Regions from separate parts of the Athene noctua genome. Here region 1 is linked to region 2. Evidence: chromatin contacts called from public Hi-C data. All regions are on one chromosome and are shown on one strand. Each heading gives the region's core, a stretch centred on a gene start, on an enhancer-like site or on the middle of the called end of the contact. The rest is flanking DNA. Distances are from core to core; before and after follow the strand shown.

Evidence for each region. A called contact is a pair of places that touch in the nucleus more often than the background predicts.
Region 1: a Hi-C map of heart shows a contact between it and region 2, with 3 times the contacts expected there. The contact joins the promoter of SACM1L here to the promoter of ZDHHC3 in region 2. A contact is called at or near these places in 2 of 2 Hi-C or Micro-C datasets (heart and liver).

The regions. Positions count from the first base shown.
Region 1 is chr2:153,236,543-153,242,706 of bAthNoc1.hap1.1, reverse strand. SACM1L (SAC1 like phosphatidylinositide phosphatase) reads right to left here and starts at 3,499. Exons shown (of 20, transcript XM_074900701.1): 1 at 3,303-3,499. The coding sequence starts at 3,355. It overlaps TRNAR-ACG (transfer RNA arginine (anticodon ACG)), which reads left to right and starts at 3,819; the gene lies at 3,819-3,891. LIMD1 (LIM domain containing 1) reads right to left here. Exons shown (of 9, transcript XM_074900700.1): 9 at 4,854-6,164.
Region 2 is chr2:152,922,608-152,928,587 of bAthNoc1.hap1.1, reverse strand. ZDHHC3 (zDHHC palmitoyltransferase 3) reads left to right here and starts at 4,572. Exons shown (of 7, transcript XM_074900693.1): 1 at 4,572-4,715. EXOSC7 (exosome component 7) reads right to left here and starts at 2,209. Exons shown (of 8, transcript XM_074900695.1): 1 at 2,062-2,209; 2 at 921-1,022; 3 at 122-216. The coding sequence starts at 2,118.

The sequences.
Region 1 (6,164 bases), core at 2,250-4,749, 320 kb before region 2:
CACCCACCAATGCATTTGCTGTACTCAGGATACCAAAGTGGTCCACAGTGGTATATAGGAAAGACGTTACTATTATATGCAGAGTCCCAGCAGCGTGTTAAGTAACAGCGCTAACACTCTGATGGTTTCAACACTCCAGAGGTTCCAGATTTTCTAGGTGAGCAGGTGTGCTAATTATACATCTACAGTAAGTATTACTCCTCAAGCAGAAACAGCTCAAGGAACTGGAGCATCTCCCATGGAGCCGTAGTTGTTGCAGACAGAAGAAAGGGAGTATAATCCCAGGATTAAAAAAGCCACTAATGGAAATACCATTTAAAAACAAAAAAGGCATGTATTAAAGGCATAGCTTTATAATGACTATTTCCAGGTAAGTTTTACTTCAGATGACAAATAATTTATTGCCTAAGTTAATGCTCTCTTCAACCAGTACCCCTGAGCTTCACTGTGACAGCCACTTAGATTAAGCAGGAAAAAGGGATGTGTAGCTGTTCTTCATAGAAGTATTATCCAAATTTTGAAAACTGTTTAGAAAAGAAGCAAAAAAAAAAACCCTGCCAAAGACAAGATACACTTCTGGACCTCTCCTCAAATACACACAGGTGGAAGGCAGTGTGTTCAAGTGTGATAACTACTAATGGCTGACAAGTACTTCCACAAAGCATGCAGGTGTAACTGTGGGCAGGAGGAGTTAAATTTGAAACACAGCTAGTGTCAGAGACCCACAGGATACTAAGAAGGCTATCAGCAACATCAGTCTTCACTCAGTCACAAAGAGAGAAAAAAAGTAATTTTAAGTGAGCCTAAACAGCAGCCAGGATTCTCTCTATTCTGCAGGCAGTTTTGTCACTTTCTATTGATTAGATGGACCATTAGATTCACTACCATCCACTAGCTTGTTACCTGCAATAGCTGTTTGAATTTTACAATTCATTCCTGAGGCTACGAGAGGAAGTTAAATAAGTATGGCAGTGACACAGATGACACAACTATGGATAGCAGTTTTCCAGTTAGCAGTTCTCCCCAGTAACTGTTGGTGTAACTCAGCTGGTTCCAATGGTAGCACATATGTGAGACATCAGTGTTTTTACCAGTATCACCTGAAGTTGACCGATGACACTGGTCAAGGCACAAAGGGTTTGATAACATGAGAAATACAAGAGAGGTTTGCATTCAGAGCTAGAACCTGCGATTGCATGTACAGAGTGGGACCCTGCAGAGCACTACGATCAGTGAAGCTCCTCCATACAGGAACTGAACTACACAGAAGAGGTACAATTGCAGAATCTGACCTTTTCATAGTAAGAACGAATAGTCAGTTAAAAAAAACCAAAACACGCTTACCACTAAATCCCCAAACTGAAGTCTAGTCTAGATTTCTCAGGAGAACATTCTCCTTTGACCTTGCCAACCTAGTAAGCTTGACTCATCACCCAAGTTATGGCCCTGTATCTTAAAATGCTTGGCAGAAAGTCCACAGGCATTACCACAGCTTGGTGTAATAACAGGAAAAAAGGCCATTTCTCTGAACACAAAACAAATCTGTTTTCAAGTTCATAAAAAAATTCATAAAACTACATGTCATACTAATCTGCACTTGAAACAGTCTTGTTTAAAATGATCAAAACATACTCTTAGTTAAGATTAAACTTTAAATGAGAGAATTCTTTACTAGCCTGTATCCAGAATGGTGCTTTTACTAAAAAAAAAAAAAAACCAAACAAAAACAAACAACCAAACAGTAAGAACAACTGTGTACTAAAAGTCACACAGCGGCTACTCATACAACTCGCCTTTTCTCCTCTGCAGGCAAAAACATCACAAGTTCACCTTAAAGAAAGACAAATACTGTGGTTTTTTTCCTCTTGTTACCCAAAAAGTGCCAAATAAGTCTTTCAGCTGTCACTGATCATCTTACTCTTCAGTAATACTCAATTATCTCCAGTGTCTGTGTACCCTCCCATAGCTACCTAATCAAAATAAGGAAAGAAGCCCAGTGATTTTTAAACACCTAACAGCATCATGATAAACTGTCTATTCAGATGTATAAGATCTAAGTACGTTTGCTCAGAATCCAAAAGATGACTGCCAAATGAAATTTAGCAGAACATTAAGTACAGTTGAATTAGGCTTAAAAAAAAAAAAATCACTTTCAGATACTGCTGCCCGAAAATGGCGTCAGTAACTCAATTATAGAGTTTCAAGCTAATACTTAGAGGTCGAAAGCCTGGGAACGCCTTTAGGACACACAAGGACATTGCACTGTTGGCTTCAGACAGCCCTGAAGAGTCTCATGCTCGGAGTCATTTCTTCAGAAGTTTCAACCAGCCAGCGTGAGGGCTTATAATGAAAATACCACTTCAGTTCTAACTTTGTATTGTTTCGCTTACACAACTTCTTTTGCTGTATAAAAGGCAGCAAGCAAACATCTGGCACATACAAGTTCGAAGGGTTACGTTCCCCTTTCCCTTTGTTTTAATATAAGAAATTACGCCAGTAGGTTAGAAGGGTTTATTTGAAGAGTCACAGAAGACACTACACAGGAGAGCGCCAAAAGTTCAAAATCATCAACTGGCCTCGAAACCATACCACAACCCCCCCCACACTGTGCCGTAACAGCCTGATGGGTACGCCCGCTTAAGGAACCTTCTGCTGGCAAGTAACAGGGCACATCTAGGGCTCCACACGAGCATCAGCACCCGAGTTCCTACGAAAGTCACTACCGGGAGAGCAGAAGGCAGCCCGGGTGGCCCCGCTCCGCAGCTCGTCTATCGCGACACGGCGGGCACCGGAGGAGACCCGCACGCGTGAGCCCTCCTCTGTATGCGAGAGGGAAAGGAGACGGACGGGCGAACGGCGGCAGCGCTCCCGCCCGCGGCCGCGCTACCGGATGGGCGGCGAAAGGGACCTGAACCCCCGGCCAAAGTCCTCCTCCTCCCTCTCGCCCCGGGCTGCCGCACGCAGCCGCCGCCTCGGGCCAAGCCGGTCGCGCCGACCCAGGAAGCGAGGCAGAGGGGGCCAGCCCGGCACAGCCCGGCGGCGGCCCCAGGGCGGGGACGGGACGCCGGGGCTCCCGCGCAGCGGCGGCCGAGAGAGGCAGCGAGCCGCCGCCAGCCGCAGGGCTGGCCGGAGCGCGGCGGGACGCCGCCGGCCCCTGAGGGGAGGGCGAGACGAGGAGAGGGCGAGACGAGCGGGGACAGGCGACCGCTGCCCCAGCGGCCCGCCCCTCCCCACCCCTCCGGCAGGGCCGGCGGCGGCAGGTGACAGAGCCGCGCCCCCCCGCCCCCCGGCGGGTCACTCACAGCTTCAGGCTGGCGTAGGCCGCCGCTGCCGTCGTTCCTGCCGCTGCCGCCATTCGTTCCCCTCCGGCTGTCTCCGGCCGCCGCCGCCGGCTGCGCTCCGCGTCGCTCCGGCCCCCTCCGGCCCGGCCGCTCCCTCCCTGCCAGACTGACGCGTCCCACGGCCTTGCGGGACGGGACCCCGCGCGGGACAAACCTCCTCCTCGGGCGCGTGAGCGAGCGCCACAGGGCGGGGCACAGCTCACGGAGGAAGGGGGAGGGCCTGGGGCCGCCTCTCCGGCCCCGCGATTGGCTGAGCCGGCGCGCCCTGACCCCGCCCCGGGAGAGGCGGAGGCCGTCGGACGAAGCCGGTGGGGATTGGCCAGCGCGCCGGTGGGCCGGCAAGCCACGTCCCAGAGGGGCTGCTGGGAGGGGCTTCGGCGGGGAGGCCGCGTTGGATTGGCTGCCCCCGACCGGCGGCCACGCCCCCGCGGGAGCTCTGTGGTGAAGTGCCTGTGGGCAGCATAAGACCAACGAGCAGGGCCAGTGGCGCAATGGATAACGCGTCTGACTACGGATCAGAAGATTCTAGGTTCGACTCCTGGCTGGCTCGGCTGCTCTTTTTTTTTCTCCCCCCCCTGTCCAAGCCCTAGGGTGCTGCCTGTACCCCCTCCGCTCCTAGGCAGCCCCCCCACTCCTGCACAGACCCAGCGCGGCCACCCTCATGGCCCAACATGGGGGTCCACCAGGCGCAGCGGCCTCCAAGGCACCCCGGGGTTGGGCGGTGTTACAGGCTCATGCCCTTGGCAGCCCCCACCACAGGCACCACCTCGGGGACAGCCGCTGCAGGGCAGGCTGGTCGCCACCCGGGCACCCTGTCCGGGCCGTGGGGTTTAGGGTTTTGGCGTGGAGCAGACCTGGGGTACCTACTGGTCAGTCTCCCACTGGATCTGGCCCTTGGGTATCATCCCCCGGTGTTGGGCAGCTTCTTGCCTCGAGGAGGGGGAACTCCAAAGTATAATTACAGGTAATCCTCCTATTTATTTGCTTCATTTTCGCCGATAGCTCCGTGCTGCTGCTCGGCCAGCAGTACTTCAGCACCCTGTCTGCAAACAGGAGGCATCATAGTCACTGAAGTGAAGTCTGTGGGGGCACCATGTGGCCACCTGCTCCCAGAGACACTGAAATTCTCCCCAAATCTCTCTAAGCAACCCAGCCCCACCAGCATTGCAAAGAACACCCCCATGCTGGGACCAGAGCCTGCTCCTGCCCGTAGCACATCCCTCCCCCAGCTGCTCACCCTGGGACACGGGACTCCCTGGAGGGACGCCAGACCAGGACGGCTTCAGATGGGGCTGAAGAAAATACCAGCTGCTGGCAAAGGACTGGAAATCCTCAGTGAACTACACTGAGATTCCACCCACCAGTCCCTGCTTCAGCCACCGATGTGCGGGGACGGGAGGAAGGCAGAGGCTGGAAAACCATAATTTCACAGCACAACTCCCTCCCCATGGACTCTGGGCAATTATAATCATTGTAATTTTAGGAAAAACTTGACACTGAGCATTGCTTTACAATATTGTCTTTAATCACAACAGGCCAACAGCTTTGCTCCCACTGCTGGCCTTCATTCTTCATAAATATTTAACAGCACAGAAGAAAAGAGGGCTGTGTTCACAGGTGGCTAAGGTTAGTTATACCAGCACAAATCCTAAAATACTCTCTCCCGGAGTTGAGCTTTGAAGGAAACATAAACAAAATAATTAGTACCATTCAGTATTGTTAACCAGGCTCTAGGTTTGCCTTTTGGATACAGAAAGCCACAGCCTGCACGTGAGCACCCGGGTCCCTGTCTGGCCATGCACCGCAGACCTGCTGCGCGGGGACAAGGGTTGGTGCCTTCGGAGGCTCTACACCATGTATTTTCACATGGGGACAGTTTCTTCCCATCCTTCATCTTGTCTTAGGGGGCTACTGATGCATACTGCCACACAAGCTTCTGGCTGCCCTAGAAGAAAGGAGGGTGAGGACTTTTATTGCTCAGAAAAGTTTAATTTTGCTTCTCCTTAGGAAAAGGGTGGGTGAGCAGTTCCAGGCTGTTGTTCTGGGCTCACAGCAGGAAGATGTCTGCTCAGTTGGCTCCAGTAAGTTACACCTAGTGCCACTGCAGCCAGTGAGTGACGGAACACAGAAATGGAAAAGAAAAATGAACACACAAATGCTGTGCGATGAGAGAGGCAAGTCCCCTCCCAGCTTCTCCCAGTGACTAGGCACTGAGCCTCAGAGGATGGGGGAAAAGGGACGTGTATCCAGCCACAGCCCTTCCCTGCCCGCAGGGTACTGACTCCAGAGATGCTTCCCCAGCAATGAAGCCTGGGTCAACTTGTCCTTACATTCATGCACAGAAAGTTGCTTAAAATGCATTTACAAACACTTGGCATAGGCACGGAGATGTGAAAGGCAGGTCTCTCACAGGCAGCACACCCCACATGTCCATGTGCACGGACACGACAGCACACACTGACCCAGAAGCAAACACAGAGCACGTGGCCGAGGACAACATGGGAGAAGCACGGTCCAGACCAGCATACACAGGTGCACTACCCCTCAATACCCCCTCTAATAAATATCCAGGAATACAATAAACAAAACCAAATCCTCTCCGTGCCACCTTTTCCCCTGCTCTCTGTAATCACCTGCCCCCTTTTCCATACAACTACTGTGTTTTCTAAGTCACATCCTTCTTCATCCATGCACCCCCATTGCTTTAGTACATATTTTTGTTTATTGAACAAAAAATTGGCAGTCCATTTCAGTGATCATTTCAAGGCAAATTTTACACTGCCACTGATTTATCCTTAGGTATGTCTCTTCTGTAATAAAATC
Region 2 (5,980 bases), core at 3,323-5,822:
TTACTCAGAGCCTTATAGGAGGTTAGTGGAATGAAAGTATAAACCTCAAAAGAATGGTAAGATCTGATCAGTCCTTTATTCCAAATATTAGACCCATTTCCTTCACTTCTCATATACTAACCAGTCAACAAAGAATTCCAGGTAACCTTCATCTGGTTTCTCTAACTTCGGTGTCCCCATTTCAGCTTTTACACCTACCAAGATATCAGTGTGTCCCTGTTAAAGCAAAAAAACATATTGCACAGCTGGAATTAGTTGTCACAGAACTACCCCTTTAAATTAAATGCCTATGGTAAGCTGTCATTTCTACCTTTCAGTTATCTGCACTGATCATTCTATCAGAGTGAACTTAAACTAACATTAGGGGTTTTTTTAAAAAGAAAGGCTTTAGAAGGACAATGTTAAGCCTAAGAAGATTCTTCAAATAATTACCATACATATTAGCTTTCTCCAGGTTAAAACAACACTCTTAACATCCATGACTATTTCTATCATTTTGGTTCTGGAAGCAGCTATTTCTGCAGAACCTTTATAATACTGCACAGTATATTTATCTTCTTCACAGTCAACATGTGCCAGAAATAGTTTTGCTTCACTCTAAAGGAGGAGAAATCTTTTTTTCCAGGGATTAGGCACAACAGTGGTATAAATTTTCAAGATTAAATGTTAGATTAGTTCAGATTGAAGGCTGTCCAGGTACTTCACAGTAAATCTAGCTCAAGCAGGTTAAGGCAGCCTGAACAAATTCTGTATCCTGTCAGTACTTCCTTAACCCATAGTTTCAGCTAGTGCTATACACACACACGTTATTACACGCACACAGAAACTCATCTACAAATAGCCTCAACTTCTCTTAAAGCTATTCACATAAACCAGAAATTTCATCAGCAAGGTACACAATCCCTAAGAAATTTACCTACCAGCTTTACTCTTGCAGATCCACTTGTGTTTGATACAACATCTGTTTCTACTTCTGCACATCTGTAGTCTTCACAGCCACGACCATCTACACGAAGGTCCTCCTAAGTATGACAATCAATATATTGTGTGTAAGGGAATCAGCAATGGAAAGTAAAAAAAAAAGAATCTGCGATTTTAAAGTTTCCTTGTCCTAAGCCAAACACCACAGTAAAAAGGATATAAAAGCAAAAGCTCAGAGTCTCATCGCTAACTTTCACTTGAGTACAACAGAAACAACCATGCTTTTCCATTTACCTCTCATTTCTCTAGAGCTTGCCACAAGCTCTCTGTAGACAGACATGAACTCCTGCACTAAATCCTTCCCATTCCAAAAGGCAGCTTCAGACTGCAAAAGTGTAAACGTCTTGGCTTCAAAAGGAACATTACTTAACACAACACGGGTCTTTCTTGGGATACTCACATTCTGTACTTTTATATACACAATTAGGATGCAGCAGACAAAAATAACCTGACAGCCTTCCCAATGGTTTCATCTGTTTGTGCTTCAAAAAACGATGTTACGTACTCTCAGATACTATGCAGCTCATCCCTATAGCGGTTTTCTCTGCAGTAAAATACAGTTTCTGGACTTTGCAGACAGTACAGTCCTTTCATCTTTGGCATTTCTGCCCACACGTCCTTCACTCCTCCACCTTGGTCCTCTCACTGTTCCTTAGCTTAGTGACACGCTAAAACTCTACACAACGGCAAAAATTCGAGAAAAAGCAAGAGGAGAGAGGAGGACAAGAAATGAAAAAACAAACCCACACCCTGTTCTGAGGCTGCCTTCCGTCCTGATGCCCTGTTCTCAGTGTGCCTGGATGATTATTACCCCAGAGATTTCTCCCCTAGACACCAGGTAAATTCAAGTTCCGTCCCTCCCTCCTCCCCAGCCTGTCCCCGCCCCACACCTGCTCACAGGGAGCAAGCCCAGGGGGGCGGGGAAGGGCCCTGCCCCACGCCTCACAGACCAACGCTACCACCAGCCCCAGGCGCGGCCGGGCCAGGCCGCCCCGAGCTGGCCCGCATGTCTCGGCCGCCACCTCCCCGCCGCCCCGAGCTAGCGGGACCTCCCCGCAAGGCGCCTGCCGCCGCCGTAACCTGGACGCCATGCACGATGTAGAGCTTCTCCGCCTCGCTCAGCACCACGGAGGCCATGGCCCGCACGCCGGGCCCGCACCCCGGGCCGCTCTTCCGCTTCCGGCGCCCGCGCGCCGCCGCCGCCCCACCAGGGGCAGAGGGCGAGAGGGGGGCGGGGCGCGCGCCCCTCCCCTCCCCTCCCCTCCCCTCCCCTCCCGCCCCGCCCCGCCCCGCCCCGCCCCGCGTGACGCGCGGCGCTGGGGGCGGGGATCGCGCCTGCGCACTGCCCCGCTCCCGCGCGCCCGAGCGGCGGGAAGGGCCGAGCCGTGGCCTCAGGCCGGCGTGTCGCCTTTCCTAGGGGCAGAGCGGCGTGTGCAGCCCTTAAACTCCCCGCAGAAGGCTCCCGCAGGGGATAGGCGTAGCGCTCTGGAGGTGGTGCCGGCTGAGCACCCCGCTGCCCGAGAAACGCCCCCTCCGAGAAGCTGACGCTTGTGGTAAACCAAAGGGGCAGCACCCGCTCTCTGCCTGCCTGGTGCCAGGGTAAAAGCTCCTGAAAGAGACTGTGGAAATACCCCAGTGCTCGGGAAAGGCTCGCATCGTGATAAACCCCGCAAGAAAAATGGGGAAGCACAGAGGTTTTTACCTCAGGAAGGTCTGAGCGAGGTGTGGAGCATAGGCCAGGTTGGGGCAGGGAAGAAACAAAATGCTCTTGTTAGGAGAGTGCTGTTGGTCCTGTGCCAGATATCCCTGGGAAAACAGCATGAGAAATCAATTAAATCTCATACTTTATATTAATAATTAAGGGTTTTTTTGGATAGCCTTAATTGGAAGCTGCATAAGAACTTCATGTAAGTTTCATACTTTTTTGCATGGCTTGTGTCTAATTTTCAAATGATTTTAAAAGTTGTTGACTTCATGCTGATGCTTAGGAGAGATTGACCCATGGCTCACAAGGGTTACACAGCACGCTGCTGGAATTTATCCAGGTGTTTCTAGCTCTCCAATACTCCTTGCTCAGTCAAATGCACAGAGCATTTCTGGCTGTGCCTATTTGAGCAAGTGGCACGATGCAGCGGGAGCAGACCTGATGAGTGAGAGATGTTTTGGTGGTTTTACTTTGGGCTAGCGCTGGTCCGCTCCCATTAGCAGGTGGCACAACCATTATTTGGAGCAGAGAGCGGATGCGTTGCTCAGATGCATCCCAGGGGTTCCCTACATCCAAAAGGAGTCAAGTCTCCACATGTCAGGATTGTGTGGGGATTGCTTACTGCTTCTCAGCAGGTGGAGCCTGACTGGTCTGGAAGACGGGGTGTGGGTTCCTTGGGGTGAGCAGGGCCAGGCCCAGGCAGCGCTCACACAGGAAAGGGGCCTGGTTTGTATGTTCTCCCTACACAGCATCAGCCCGTGCTGCTGCCCAGCACAGACAGACCCTTCATCTGACCCCGCAGTGCCATTTTTGTGTCCTCATGTTCTGCAGCATGAGCCAAACTATAGCAAGGAGAAATTAGAAACTCCCTTGTAAAAGTGAATTCCTGATCTGAAATAAAGCGTTAATGCAGGTGCACCCTGTGATTCCCTCTGGGAGCACAGGCAGATATTCTGGCTCCCAGTCCTGCCGGTCTCGTGGCTTAGCTCACAGCAGCTAACAGTTCTAATTGCAAGGAAAGAGTGATTTTTATTTTTTTTTCCACCCCTTCTGCCATTCTTGCTCAGAATCTGCCTAATGCGAGTCAAATTTTGCACAGTCCGGAGGCTCAGACAGCAAATTTTGTTTGCAGACAGACAGCGGTTTTCCAAAGGCTGGAGCAGGCCAGGTCTGGCTCTTTTTTCCTGGCGGCTGGCAGAAGGCATCCCCTCGCTCTAAAGAGCGCTTCTTATTGCATTCAAATTCCCTCCTCCAACGCAAGGCAACAATGAAAGTTATCAGACAAAAAAGATGCCAATTGTTTGTTGTGGGTTGTTTTTTTGTTTTGTTTGGTTGGTTTTTTAACAAGGGCAAAGCAACGTCTCTTCCTCTGACCTCATTACGGTAAATGGATGACACGCGTTGGCTGCAATAAAGCCAGCCCGAGGGAACCGGGAAACAGAAACTGGCACGGCGTGCCTGACGCTGGAAGCGGCGGCTCGGGATGGAGAGCGTCGAGAAAACTTTCCCCGGGGCTGCCCCGCCGGCGGACACCACACCTGCAGCCCTGCGCTCTGCCCTCGGGGATGCCGCACGATCCGCGATCCCCGCAAACCGAAACCACCCGAACGACTGCTCTGGAGCTCGGAGGTGCGCGGTGAAGCCCACCTGTTCCCCATGGAAGAAAAAAAAAAAAAAAAAAATTGAAAAGGTTCTTTTTTCCTCCCAAAACCCGCATTTCCCCTCCTCCTCCTCCTCCTCCTCCTCCCCGCCCCGCCCCGCCGCGCACGCCCGAGACGTATAGGCGCGCTCGGCAGAGGCGCGCCGCGGCCGCACGGGGCCCTGCGGCACCCAGGCGGCTGGGCCGAGCCGAGCCGAGCCCCGCCGAGCCCCGCCGGGCGCGGCGCCGGTGCCCGCCCGTGGGCCGGGGAGCCCCGCGCGCCGCGCCCGGCGGCAGGGCGGGGACGGGCCGGGGGTGCGCTGCCTCTCTCCGCCGCCGCTCACTTCCTGGTTCCTCCCGGCGGCCGCCCCACCTCCCCGCCGAGCCAGCGTAAGGGGCGGCGGCGGGGACGGGCGGGGGGGCCGTGCCGCCGCCGGGCGCGGGCTCCGCGGGGCGGATGGGGCTCACGGCGGCGCGCGGGGCAGCCTCGGCCGGCGGGGCGCGGCGCGGCGCTGCGTGGCGGCGTTGGCGGCGTGCGCGCGCGGCGTGGGGGCGGCGGGGCGCGCGCCGGGCCGGCGGCGGCGGCGGCCTGCGGGGTAGGTGGGTAATGACAGCGCGGGGGGGCGGCCCGTGCGGGCAGGTGCGCGGTGGCGGAGGGGGCGGGAGCGGGCCGCCGCCGTCGCGGAGCGGCCCATCCCATCCCATCCCATCCCATCCTTCCTCGCTCAGCCCCTCGGCAGTGCGGGGAGCCCTGGGGGTGGCGCGGCGCGGCCGGTGAAGGGCCGCTCCGTGCCCCGCTTCCCTCCGCCGGGGCCCCGGGCAGCGCCTGGGCGTGCGTCTCCTGGGGCTGCTGGCTTCGGGCGGGAGGCGGGAGGCGGGAGGTGAGCTCCCGGTCGGCCTTCGCCGGCTTTCAGCGCCGGGCTTGAAATACTGCGCGGGGAAACGTTAAGGAACGCTGGGCCGCGTCCGGGACCGAGCTCTGCTCCCGGGGCCGTCCGGAGCAGCGCGGCGTCCCCTCGGCAGGAAATTGAAACTGGGAGCCTGCAGCAATGCCGTCGGGTCCTGTGATCGTTTACGGGATCGCGGTGCTGAAACGGCGGCCTCTAACCTGCTAACGCGGCGGCCGGCGGGGCAGACCCTCACCCTTCGGAGGTGGCCGTGGGCACCCGGCGCCGAACTGCGGCTCCCTGAGGGCACCGCAGGGCAGTCACGACTTGAGCCCCGGGAGGAATCGGTGCTGAAACCATGGCGCTGTGCTGTGGCGGGTTTGGTCGAAACGGGTGGGGAGTTGTAGAAAGTAATCCGGGCTGGTTTTAAACAGCAGCTGCTAAGTATTACTGGAGTACTAGCGAAAAGTAATTTGTAAGAAGAAGGAAGAGCTTGTAATGGCTCGTTAGAAAACAGTCTTCAAGAAAACATAGGCCCGGGGGAGGAGGAAGCAGCAGCCTGGTCTCTGTTGTGCCCTCTCGCTGCCTGCATGCCACCGAGGGATGCCGGGTGCACACCAGAGCTTGCTTGGATTTCTCTCCTTTGATGCTGATTCAGAAAAGCTATGTTTTTCAGCATGTGAACGAGAGATCGTGTGCCAGACTCCTGACACGGCGGAGGTGCGCAACGTCGGATCTGTAGGAAAGGAGCCCACGTTTGGGTGGTCG